Regions from separate parts of the Anas platyrhynchos genome. Here region 2 is linked to region 1. Evidence: chromatin contacts called from public Hi-C data. All regions are on one chromosome and are shown on one strand. The core of a region is the stretch at or near the end of the contact, and the rest is flanking DNA. Distances in the headings are between cores, read along the strand shown.

Region 1 (6,538 bases), core at 4,029-6,528:
GCAAGCTCCCTTGCCACTGTTCTTTTGGGAAAACTGTCTTAAGACAAACAGATGTTTCTGCTGTTTTAAACCAACAGGAAATGGACTGACTTTCTCCCTTTTCCTTTCCTAGAAACAAATACTAGCAAAGAAAAATCCTAGCACAGCTGTACTCAACACTTGCCTTATAACAATATGTCTGTGTGGGAGGCACGCAACAACTGGGAACAAACAGGACAGGGGAAGTGAAATGTAGCATGCAGAAGATGAACACAAAGAATTCATTTATAAGTCTGTGAGTGGATTATTACACTGTAACGTTGATGCACCAGGAGGGTAATAACGCTGTGATGTACAAGATTTTGCTCTGCATCCTGTCTCAATTGGTAACGTATAAAACCTAATAAATTATCAGTTGGCAACCTCAATCCCCTTCAAGAGAATATATTTCCACATCATCATAAAGCTTCATTGCTATGAACCGACTACAGGCTTGGTGACTGAAATTTCTTTAGGTTAAGCCTGAGAAATGAAATAATACAGTGAAACACAGAATTCTTGCTGACTTTCTGTAGATATGCTTCACTTCAGCTTTCACTGCTGACAAATTGGCACCTTTCACATGCACTAGATTTATACAGAGAAGAGAAAATGACATTAAAGTTGTTGTATTATAGCCTCAATCATTACAGGAGAAGAAAACTTAAAGGAAATGATGACACAAAATGTTGTAGTAAACCTGCTTTAGTTGTTTTATGCTCAAGTTACAACATTTTCAAGTAATGAAATGCTTTAGTATAGGAAAAGACAACTTTTTAGAGAGTACTTCTGTTGTGAAATTCTTGCACCAAAACATAAATTCATGCTGCCATCTAATGGTCTAAACCAAGTGTTTCCAGCTGAACAATTAGACTGCTAATCTGAACTATCACTTTCACACTGTTAGGACTACTATTTCTTTCCTTGAATGTGAACTTTCTGAAATCCTTCATTGTTGTTCAGAACAAAATTACACTCTATTTAAGGAGCTATAAACTATTCTAACCAAACTCTTAATTTCTATTTCCATGTGGTTTTTCAAATTTCTTCCAAAAGTGTTTTTGTCTATTAGTCCAAAAGGCTGGGAGGGGAAATGGGTAAAGATTGCAGAAGGGAGTTCTCTCAAAGTCAGACAGTAAACATCTTTATCATTACACCTCTTATTCCATAAAATGCAAACTTTAAGGACAAAACTTTGCTATGCTGAATGGAAACGTGAGGCAAAGCACCTCAGACTCCTTCTGGCCATTTTAGGGGAAGAGATGTTGTACCTTGTAGATTAAGCCAGAAGCCAATAATTATAACATGGTGAAAAATCCCAGTGCCACCCAACCCTGCTGCTGGACCAAGTGTTTTGTTCTCTTGTTTGTCCTGGGATGACTAGCTTAACACACCAAGCTTCAGAGCTGAGAGTCCACATCAACCTGGGAATTAGGGCACTGGTGTTCAGAGCACAACAGCATTCTGTAGTAAAACACTACTTAGTTAAACCAAAAGCACTTCAGTAAAAAGTGTATATGCTTGCCTGCCTCCCATTAGAGCTGTTATTACCCAGATACGAGAAAATATTTCGCTCTTTCATATATCCCTGAAGAGTTGATTGATCTGATACTTTTTCTCTCTAGGGAGAGATTTTTATCTTTTTACAATCCTTCCACTATGATAGTCTGATGACTCCCACCGCAGCATTCATAAAATTATTACATTTCAACATTCTTAGAATTATTTCTTAGTATAAGAAAGGGAGGATTCAGTTCTAGATTCAGACACCAACATTTATATATTTAATTATGTGTAGAAAACTAAGTTCCCATCACAGTGAAGCCCTGGAGAGAACCATATGAAATGCTGACATCTTAGCTTATGGTATGACAACTGGCATTCTAGACTTGTGACTGCACTGACTAGACATTCCAGTGGTTATAATGGGAGAACAGGCTTCTCCTGAACAGGTAGAGACTAGGAAGGTATCTGAGCTTGGATCTGAATACCACCATCAGCTGCCTGAACGCAAGCACACCATATCATTAGGGCTGCGGTCATGTACCTGTGAGATATCCACATGATGTGACACAGGACTCCTCCACAGAAATGACAAGTTTCCCATGAGTAGCTGTAATCCTGGTGGATTATCTAAAATAATATGCTGACTTAACCCTGCTTGTAGAGATTTATTCAATTAACTAAGCATAGATATGCAGGGATGTTTGAAATGCTCTATAGCACCTTGCCTGGCCTCCAGCTACCACTCTAGAAAGGTCTCCTCTAGGTCTCCTGCCATATCTGCCAGTCCCACGTGGGTATCTCAGAGACCCTATTGAGTGTCTTCCCACCTGACACAGTATATACGTTTGAGATGACATCTGCTTCATACACAGCCGTGCATAAAATCTACCTTCCATGCAGAAAGCCTCAATAATTGAATTTTAGCAAAAGACAATTAGCTAATTATATGCCTAAATTCATGAAAAGACATTCTTCTACAGAATAATCTGAACTCTACCTTTTCCAGGCTACTAGCTGATGTAATCAATGCTAGATTGGAGCCTCAGACAGATGAGACGCTTTGTACAGGCAGAAGTCTCCTTCCAGAGGAGGTTCTGGTAGCACAGTATGACACCTAAAGGCCTGGACAATTTCAAACTTCATCCTCTTTCTGCAAATGAGGTAACTAGGTTGTATGACTGCAGGTGTACTTCTGAAGACTGTCTCAACAGATTTGGTATTGCATCCTGCCTGCAGTGCAACCTACTCACTTGGAAATTTGGCTTATGTTCTCCACATCTGTTCTTCTGGCTAGATTCTCCTTTCTTCCCTCAAGATCATGTACCTTTTGTGAAATAAATGAAGCTGAGTGAGGATTTATATTGCACTGCTAAGCACTCAAAATTGAGTAACGCTAGCTTCCAATCTGTTCCCTTTGATGTGTGTATTTAATCTTTAACTCAGCATTTGTAGAAGAAACAAACTTTTCATTTTTACTCCATTTGTTCTCCGTACAATATTTTATTCATGTGATCTGACCATTTTAGTAATTTATCCAACACTCACACCGTCTATTTCATTTTAATCATTAGATTGAATTTGGAGAACATGTTAGCCCACTATGCAGCTAGCAGCTACAGATGGAGTTATCCAAAGGCTAATCCCTCAAACCTCCTTTTACTATTCCCCATTTTTGAAGTGCTGATTCATTATTTAGGGCACTGGTCCACAGGACTGTTATACATAATTTCAGAAGCAACTAAGCCTAAGCAAACAGACCCATGCAGCCTAAGGTAAGTACTCAGCAGGGTAACTACTGACACAACAGGCAGGAAATACTTGCACACTCAGGGAGATGCCCTGTGCTTTGTGGCCTGGCAGCTTGGCTGGCTCCAGAAGAGGCAAGAATATGCTTCCTCTCTGTCTGATGTTGTAAAGTAATGTTCACTAACAAGAACTGTGCTCAGAAAGACAGAGCTGTGAAGAAAGAAACAAGGAGGAATGGTCTGTGCACCCTTTCCCCTTGAAGAAAGGCAATCATCTTCTCCTTAGTCTGCAGTATTCAACGGATAGGCAGGAAGAAGCAACCCTAAACAAAATCAACATGAAGGCTCAGTGCAGCAGAAACTGTCAAAGCACACAGAAGCTGCAGTTTATCCCAGGGACATTACCACTTTGCGTGACATGTACTTATAGAACACACCATACAATTTTCCCAAAACCAAGCAAGAAACTGCTTTAATTATTTTATTCCCATCATTTAGCTTGTCATTGTTTTTCTTTTTCTTTGTTCCTATGTTTCACAAGTGTTACTAATTTTGAATGCTTTTTTTTTTTTTTTTTTAATAAAGGTTTTTCAAGCTCTCTAGATTGTGGTGAGACACATTTCAGGGAATTTTATATGGTAAGCAAATAATTTCTGAACTCTCCCAGAAAACAAGGGTTGCATTTTGTGATCTCTTTGACACTACTTTCCATACTGAAACATCAAAAGCTGGTGTTCAGTTTCTAGTGGTTTTATTTCTTGGTTGAAAACACTTGGTTTGGCAAAGTCTGTAAGATACAATTTCTTTTCTGTCATTTACAGACATTCTACATTTGAAAATACTGCTGGACAATTAAACTTCAGGGATGATTCTTTTCAGCTTTAATTGAAGACAAAATAGCTTACAAGACAAACAAGCACTCAGTGGCACGACAAGGCAAGCTGGATGGTCATGGAGGCAGAACAGCTATCTCATTTTATTGTTTAATCACTTATTTTACTGTTTAATGGCTTAAACCAACTGCATGCTCAGGGATGCAACAGAGTACTAGTTGTAGCACTGGCTATTGCTATGAGTAGTACACACATTTCCTCATCAGTTCTGCCAATATTTTTCAAACCTGCCCTACTGTTTGGCCTCTTCTGAGTAGCTTGTCAGTGCCAAATGGTGGGCTGACAAACACAGACAAGATGCTAACTAAATCAGTTCGCAAACAGTCCCTGAAACCACTAGCACTTACTTCCCTAGAGTCAGTTTATGAAGTTTTCAGATAAAAGAAGCCATACAAATGCAATGTTCACCACGTTAGCTTTTCTGCAATGTATACCACCTGAACTAAAAGTTCCTCACATGCCTTTATTGGAGAATTGCTCATAACTCCAACTTGTGAGGCTTTAAAAGAAAGCATATACCTGGTTAATTATGAGTGCAGAAAAGTCTTTTTTTTTTTTTTTTAATTTTAACTATAATTCAGTAGTTGAACCCTTTATTAACTACAAAGTCGTCTAACATGGCTGGATTCAAAGTTGATAAGGCGAGCGTTCAAAAAGAAAGCTGTCAGAGGCCATCAAGCTTCCTAGTACCAAACTTGTATAGACTCTACTGGAATAAAGATAATCTGGAGAGGACTCCCAAGCTGTCTCATCAGATATGAAAAAACTTTAAAGGTCTTATCTATACTGTGAAACAAACTGCAGTATACAGATATCCAGCCTACCAGAGACCTAAGCTGATAAATCCACATGATTCAGCACAGACCATACAGATTTCATCAGCTTGGGTGGAGATGCAATGTAATAACAACAGCCCAGTGATGTTAACCTAGTGAGTACCACATTCACTAGCTTGAGTGAAAAGCCATGCTAGTACATCCTTGCCTCATCCACTCCAAGCAGGACAGTATTTTAACTGTTTAGGTACTGCTAAGAGGGGAGCAGATTCCTTATTTAGCATAGGGAGAGACTTACCCAGGGCTGCCCTGGTGTTACACACAGCCTTAAAGGCCTTACCCTGTGCCATGCTGAGAGGTTTGTATGTGCAGTGATGGAGCCTGCCTGCCACTTGCAGCTCTGTAACTTTCTACCTGCACTGCCTGGACAGCATTTTCCAGTTTGGCTAGCTGGATTTTTCCCTTGCTATTCTCTCCGTGCTTCTATTCTCAAGGCCTCGCACCTGGAAATGCTGATAATGTTGATACTCAATTTGACAGCTGAATCTGTACCATACCATAGTCCTTCTCTCCTCTGTCCTCTCTCCTTGGCAGTAACTTTTGGTATACATTGCTGAGCCCAGCAACATGCATGTACAAACCTCAAGAAGCAGTCAACATTCAACACCTGCCCTGATGCAGCATGAACACTGTCATAAACTGGAACAAACAACAGGGAGTATAAGCAGGTCCATGTGAAAACCACAGAATAACTACAGGAAAAGCAGAGGATACTCATAGAGGATGCTCTGTCACTTCCCTTTCAAGCTGGCCAGTGGGAAAAGTTTCTCTATTTCCTTTTTCTTCCTCTCACTTGTTTCCCCCTCCCTTTTCTTTCCCCCCCCATAAAAGTCACCTTCACCATTAACTTATGCTGTGGACCTTACAATTGCATTGCTGCATTTTGTGTGTAATCCTCTGTGCTAACACACCTGCTGCCCATATACATATTATACATATTTTCTACTCCATGTGCAAGTGTAGTTCTCCTGACCCCTCCCTGGTGACAGCACAAGGTTTTGTGTGACTAGGTGAGCACATGTTTAAGGAGAGACATTAGTCACGCTGTAACTTCTCCATTCCTCTTGCCCCCCAGTTGATTAATTTCTGAGCAGCTCATCTACCAGTGCTGGAGCTGGAAAAATTGCAGGGAAACATGGGCTGGGCACAACGGAGGAGGAGGAATCAAGGCCACCTCAGCATAAATCATTTTAAGCTGATGTGGAAGCTAGCTCTCAAATTTGCATGCAAATAGCAGCTCTTAGACTACAATTCCATGAGTTACTGAAGAGGATCTTTTGTGCAACTTGAAATGCTAGACTTAACTGGTCTAAAGATATGCCCTGCCTGGGCATAAAAGTACTCAGTACTTTACTTTTCCCCCCTCAAGTAATTGCTAGAATCAGAGTCCCCTGGTACAATCTCATAATCTGTATTTTAAAGTATTTGAAAAGCACATTTTTTTAAACAAAGATCAGCAAGAAACTTAGTTAAGAGTATAAAAGACCAAAATGGCTTCCAGCTTTCTACATATTTAGTTATCTGTTTTAATAACACAGCT
Region 2 (6,413 bases), core at 2,059-4,558, 200 kb before region 1:
ACAGAGCAAGATTATTATGTTATTTATTATCTCTATGTATTTCAGTATTAAGGCAGATCTAACACCATGAATCACACTGAAACAGAAAATACACAACTTAGAACTAAATATCCTTGTGCTCTCCTGCATACAGTTATTAGTTTTCTCTTAACACTTTCACCAAAGCACAGTTAAACAAGCACTTCTGACAACATTCAGTACAGAATAGCTGCATACAAAGTTAAGTGAAACAGAACAGTCTGCGTGTATTTGCAGTCTTGCCTTAAAAAAAAAAGATTTCCAAGGCAGCAGACATGCTCAGAATTAGTGATTTTACATTTAAGCCTATAGTGCATCCAAAATATTACTGCCAGTAACTTTCCAAGCAACCAGCTGAAGGCTTGGATTTATTTATGAAGATTTAAGCCTTCAAAACATGCAAGTGACTACAAAGGGTATTTTCAGTGCTTATGAAAATAAAAACACATCTGTATTAATACATCTGTATTAATTCTTACCCTCTTATCCTGATCACAAAGGCAAGCTTGGGTTCAGCTGGAACGTAGTAATTGCCGGCTTTTCGGGCCATCCTGGCCATGCGGATCTCCTGCCTATACATGTGCCTGTACTCCTTGTGGTAAGCTTTGGCTTTTTCATAGATGACTTTCCTTTGTGCCTTACGGAACTGCAATTAATCAAGCATCGCTTAAGATTATATAATACCTTCTAATATATGAAAGACAGAGTCAAATAACACAGCCTATTCTCAAACTCCTCAGTTACCACAAATCACAGGATCATCTGCAATATGGACTTTAAAATAACCATCAGTTCTGCCACATCCTGATAGTGCTTTATTTTGAACAATATTTATAAGTATTATCACACAGTACTTATCTTTACAAAGACCCTTTTGAGTTCAAGGAGAATTTGAATAATGCTCTGAAACAGTTTGCTTCTTGGGTGGTTCTGTGAGGAGCCAGAGCCTGAACTCGGTAATTCTGTAGGTCCCTTCCAACTCCGGATATCTGATGGTTCTGAGACTGTTGACTAACCATAGTTTTATGGAAAATCACACACTTTGCCTTTGCTTTGCCCAGATCTGGTTTATTATACGTTAAATTGATATGGGGGAGTAGTATTTCACACCTACATATTAAAGTACTAAAGCTAAGTAAATACTGTGAAGTTATTTGTTGCTTTAATATCACCAGTGGCAGCATTCCTCTGACCTGCCTAGACAACAGCCATTCAAGTAATCATGACATTCACCTTTTTTTGAGCCAACACCCTCTTCAGACGTCTGGCTTTTGCAGCTGCATAAGCCTTCCGCCTCTTCAGGAGGCTTTCCGGTACAGAAGGCACCTTCTTTGCTCTAAACGACAAAAGAAAGTACTCCTGAAAGGCAAGTTCCTTTAAACTAGCAAAAAACAGCACATTATGAATACCAACACAAACAGGCAGGATGTACATGCAGGCCTCACAGCCTCCAAGCAGTCTGTATCTAACTTGGTCCGGTTATTACCAAGCTGCAATACAGCTTAAAAGGATCACCTTTTGCATTGAAACAAGGAAGCCTAACATTCTTATGTGCTCTCTGAACGCCGATTACGGCTAATTAACATTTCAACAAATACTTCTGGAGAAAAAAAAAATAAAAAATACGGCTTTAATTAAGAGCTTTATTACACAGCTTTGTAACTTACCGGAATTTAAAGCTATTAAATGCTTCGAAAGCTACAATACCAGCATTTACAAGACAGTAACGACTCCCTCCCTCCCTTCCACCTCACCACAGGCCACCGGGGCAGCCACCGCCGCCAGCAGACGGGACGGAGCGGGTTGCGGCCGCATCCCCGCCGCTCCCCACCCTCCTACTCATCCCGCTCGGTGCCGGCAGAGCCCCCGCGGCCGGGCAGCGTCCCGCCGTCAGCCCAAAGGAGGCCGCGGCCGCGGATGGCGGCGGATGGCAGCGAGGCGCCGCGGGTACTCACTCCTTGTCCGCCATCTTCAGCGCCGGAAGAGAGAGGGCGGGCGCATGCGCAGGGCCGCCTAAAGCCTCCCGCCTGCTCGGCAGGGCTTTGAGCGCTGGAAGGACCCCGGCTTTGGGGTGGCCGCGGAGCTGCCTGATAGCGGCGTGTAGGGAGGAGTGGCCAGGGAGTGCCTGAGTGGCTCGGCGGGGCACGTCGCTTTTTTTTTTTATTTTTTTAATTTAGAAAGTTGCTCCGTGCTTGTTACTACATACGTTGTTAAAATCGCCTTTGGAGGAACTAGTCCTGGCGTACGCGTGCAGGAGAAGTGGCAGAACTTGGAGCAGCAAAGAACTGTTCGGTGTGGCAATAAAAGAGCGGGCAGCCGGGCTGAGGGCGGTCGGCATCTGCTGGGTTATTTGCTGCCTGCGTACAGAGGTGCCGGGTGGCAGCTGCATTAGCGATGATGTTCGTAGAATAGCGTTGTTTTGTTCTAACGCAGCAGCTCGTGTCATTTGGTCTCGTTAAAGCTGTAACGAATGGGGTGATTAAAACCTATCAGCTCACAAATAGATAATAAAAGACTTAAAATACCTTAAGTATAAGGAATTATAGATTCATAGAATGGTTTGGGTTGGAAGGGACGTTAAAGACCACCCAGTTCCAACTCCCTGCCATGGGCAGGGACACCTCCCACCAGCCCAGGCTGCCCAAAGCCCCATCCAGCCTGGCCTTGGGCACCTCCAGGGATGGGGCAGCCACAGCTTCTCTGGGCAGCCTGTGCCAGGGCCTCACTGCTCTCTGAGTGAAGAATTTCTTCCTAACGTCTCATCTAAACCTCTCCTCTTTTAGTTTGAAACAGTTCCGCCTCGTCCTGTCTGAGCAAAGAGCCGCCCTTCATCTTTTTTATAAGTCCCCTTTAAGCACCGAAAAGATTTTGCACTCTTTTAACGAAGAGATTTCACTTTATCCACCGAGAAGAAAAAAAAACAGCTCAGGACGCGGGCACCCAGATCTCTCTAGGAGAAACCAGACCCACGCCACCGCATCCCCACCTCCACCTCCCCGTCAACTCCCCCAAACCCCGCACCCCGAACCTCGCCTCAAGATGGCGCTGCGGGGGCGGCGCGGTGCACGCCGGGACATGTAGTCCCTGAGGGGTGGGGGACACCGGCACCGGCTCCGCCTCGCAGCCGCCGGCCCCCGAGCGGCGGGGCTGGGCTGGGCTGGGCTGGGCTGGGCGGGGGTGTGGGGGTCCCGGGAAGGCGGAGCGGCCCGGGGGAGGGCCGGGGAGCCGGGGAGGAGGAGCCCTCCCGCCCGCCCGGCCCGCCCTATATAGGGCGCCGAGCGAGCAAGATGCTCACTGCCAGCAGCGGGGCCGCGGGCGGTCGGGGCGGGCGGCTGGAGCCGTGCTGGGGCTCGTTCCCCGGGCTGGCTGTGCGGGGCCGGGGCGGCGGTGCCGGGCTCCGTGCGGGGCGTCCCGTCCCGTGCCGTGCCGTGCCGGGCTCCTGATCGCAGGCGGGGGCGGCCCCGGGTGTCGGAGCCGCGCGGCGGGGGCTCGGGGCCGGCAGCATGAACATCCTGCTGGAGCTCTTCGTGGTGACCTTCCGGGTGCTCTGGGCTTTCGTGCTGGCCGCCGCCAAGTGGCTGGTGCGGCCCAAGGAGAAGAGCGTGGCCGGGCAGGTGTGCCTCATCACCGGGGCGGGCAGCGGCCTGGGCCGCCTCTTCGCCCTCGAGTTCGCCCGGCGCCGGGCGCTGCTGGTGCTGTGGGACATCAACACGCAGAGCAACGAGGAGACGGCGGGCATGGTGCGGCACATCTACCGCGAGCTCGCCGAGACCGCCAGCGCACCCAAAGGTAAGCGGGGGGGTCCCCCACGATGTCCCCCGCAGCTCACCTGTGCCTCTTCCCTTCCCCTTCCCGCAGCCGCCGTGCCCGAGGGTCCCCCCCGGGCATGGGGCAGCTCCAGGAGGGCACGGGGCGTCCTTCAGACCTGGCAGCGACAGCAAAACTCTGAGTTCTTCGTCCTTCCCCGTGGCACCGCTGTGCCCAAGTTTATTGAGCCCGATGGAAGCCGGCTCGCGCTTTCCGCTCAACTCTCAGTTCGCCTCTTGGAACCCAAGTAAGGCTCCTGTTGTTCTCTTGTCTGTGTTCCTTAGTAGATGGAGAAAAAGATGCGCTGCCCCATTGCGGCTTGCAGGTTTACACGTACACCTGCGATGTGGGCAAGAGAGAAAATGTCTACTCGACAGCAGAGAGGGTCCGCAAAGAGGTTGGCGAGGTGTCTGTCCTGGTTAACAACGCCGGCGTGGTCTCCGGGCACCATCTCCTGGAGTGTCCCGATGAGCTTATCGAGAGGACCATGATGGTCAACTGTCACGCACATTTCTGGGTAACTATAAACTTCTTTCTGCTGCCCTTTTTGTCACTTAATTTTAGGAAATTAACTGTTGTTGCCTAACTCCTGTCTTCTTGGGTTTTGCACTTGTTCCCTTTAATCTGCAAGCTGGCTACTTTGCAGGTTTCTTATTCTTTAATTTAACTTTCTGTCTAGCAGGAATGGTGGGTATTACAGTTATTAATAAATAGCCCTAAATCAACAATGTCCTCCTAGAATCTGGAGTTTAAAATCTCATGCCCTCTTATGTAGTCCTGGGCATGAAGTCTTTTGCAACCGTAACCTCTGAATCTGCTTAAAGGTTGCTACTGTTAATGAATGACTTCACTCCCCTCCTCCTGTAGCTTTATACTAGTACGTTAGCAGCTTTAAAATGCTGTTTTAATAATGGTTACAGTAGTGAACTTAAACACTTCTGGAAAAAAAATACTTATTAAAAAATCTGTTGGAAATCTTGCTTAAATTGCCTTGGAGGCAAACCCTTCCTTTTGAAGGCTGAGAGTAAAGGCAAAAGATCTCTCAAGAAATCAAGCCAAGAACACTCTTTCAGGAATTCTGCGTATTTGTCCTCATAGCTCTATCCTGGGGCTGCCAGTGGAAGTAAGAGAAACCTTTAAAGTGGATTCTGAGGTGATACTGTCTTTGTAAGTAGCAGTTACTAATTAAGGAGAAGTTATCTGATCTCATTCTTCTTTTCTCCCTAAGTCCTGTTTTCATGTGTGTTTTATTTTTAAGCTCACTGTAGTGTGGAGTTATATAAATTACTATGTCGAAGGAGGGCACAATGCACACTTGGGTTAGCATTAGCTGTCAGATCGAGCCTATTGTTAGTATTAGAACTGTTCTTTGGTCCCTCAAATAAGGTTATGAAATACACTTGCATAACAATCAAAGGATTAGGCAATCTGAAATATACTTCAACTTGAGCTTTCTTGTCTGTTCTTACCTTTTTGATAATAAAATTCTGTATAATTCCTCATCTTCAAAACTTAGACGGACCTATCAGACCTGGGTTTCTAATGTGGAGGCTTCAAGCTGTTTCATAACCCTAAAGGAGCCCCCTTCAAATCTGTTCTGTGAAACACTTAATGGCAGAGCAGTCTTTTTCCAATGTATTGTAAAGCATTGCTGAGAGAATGCTTAAACTTCAATGCACATGAGATTGTGTTTAGAAACTCCTAAACCTTAAAGTATGTTTTAAGGCAATTTGGAAAGTGATGAAAATGCTCATAGGACTTCCTACAACAGCTAAAAGTTCTGCATGTTCCCCTTTATAAAAGTTAAGCTGATGCTTAAGCAAACAGAGATGTACACTAGATTTAATGACTGTTATTGATGTGGTTTAAAAGCAGAATTGACAAAGTTTCCAAGAACTCTAAATTATGACATCACCATGAATTAAAATATGGGAGGATCCTAAATTTTCCAGCTGTTCTTCCTTCAGGCCGAAGTCATACACTTATTTATAACATTGTTTCAGAGACCTTTATAAAGCACCCTGTGTGTTCTGTCTTTTTACAGTAATATAAAACTAAACTTAGTCTAGGATCACTATGATTGTTTTTCCATAAGTTTCATTCATCTCTAAATGTTAGTGTAAAGTGACTTTAATTTTTTTTAAATCCAAAAAGGTATGGTTAGATCTGAACTGTGAAAATTCATGCCTTGGCATAAGCTTCTAAGGAGCAGTCAACACCCTTTATATTTACTTGAGGATCTGTTCATACGTATGCTTCCTGCAGATCCTGTGTCCTGCTTTGCTTTTTCCTTTTATTTATTTTCTTGCTGCTACAAAGCTTTTTTCCTAGTCTTCCCCTTCCTGATCCCAGAAAAGGTTGGCTTGACCAACAGTGGGTGGACTTCTATTTAAAAAAAAAAAAAAAATACTTAATTCATAAGGTATCATCTGAATCAGCTGATTTGAAGCCAATTTTTTTTTTTTTTTGCAAGTCAATGCTGACTTAAATAAAACAATGTGTCTAGATGTGTGAAGTCTTATGCAGCTAGACTTTTCCGTGTCAGCTAAACTGGTGGTCCAAAAGCAAAGTGAATGCTCTGGAGTATT

The links. A called contact is a pair of places that touch in the nucleus more often than the background predicts.
Region 2: a Hi-C map of liver shows a contact between it and region 1, with 4 times the contacts expected there. The contact joins the promoter of RDH10 here to the enhancer-like site in region 1. A contact is called at or near these places in 2 of 8 Hi-C or Micro-C datasets (liver and subcutaneous adipose tissue).

The regions. Positions count from the first base shown.
Region 1 is chr2:33,150,006-33,156,543 of IASCAAS_PekinDuck_T2T, reverse strand. The region is part of intron 5 of STAU2 (staufen double-stranded RNA binding protein 2); the gene reads right to left. Among named protein-coding and RNA genes, the nearest start is that of STAU2, 33 kb to the right of the region's middle. Within about 2 kb of position 5,278, at least 1 of the 8 cell types and tissues checked has an H3K27ac peak or open chromatin away from gene starts, as enhancers often do.
Region 2 is chr2:33,352,593-33,359,005 of IASCAAS_PekinDuck_T2T, reverse strand. RDH10 (retinol dehydrogenase 10) reads left to right here and starts at 3,308. Exons shown (of 6, transcript XM_027452352.3): 1 at 3,308-3,807; 2 at 4,113-4,342. The coding sequence starts at 3,522. It overlaps RPL7 (ribosomal protein L7), which reads right to left and starts at 2,122. Exons shown (of 7, transcript XM_005021215.5): 1 at 1,974-2,122; 2 at 1,252-1,354; 3 at 498-664. The coding sequence starts at 1,987.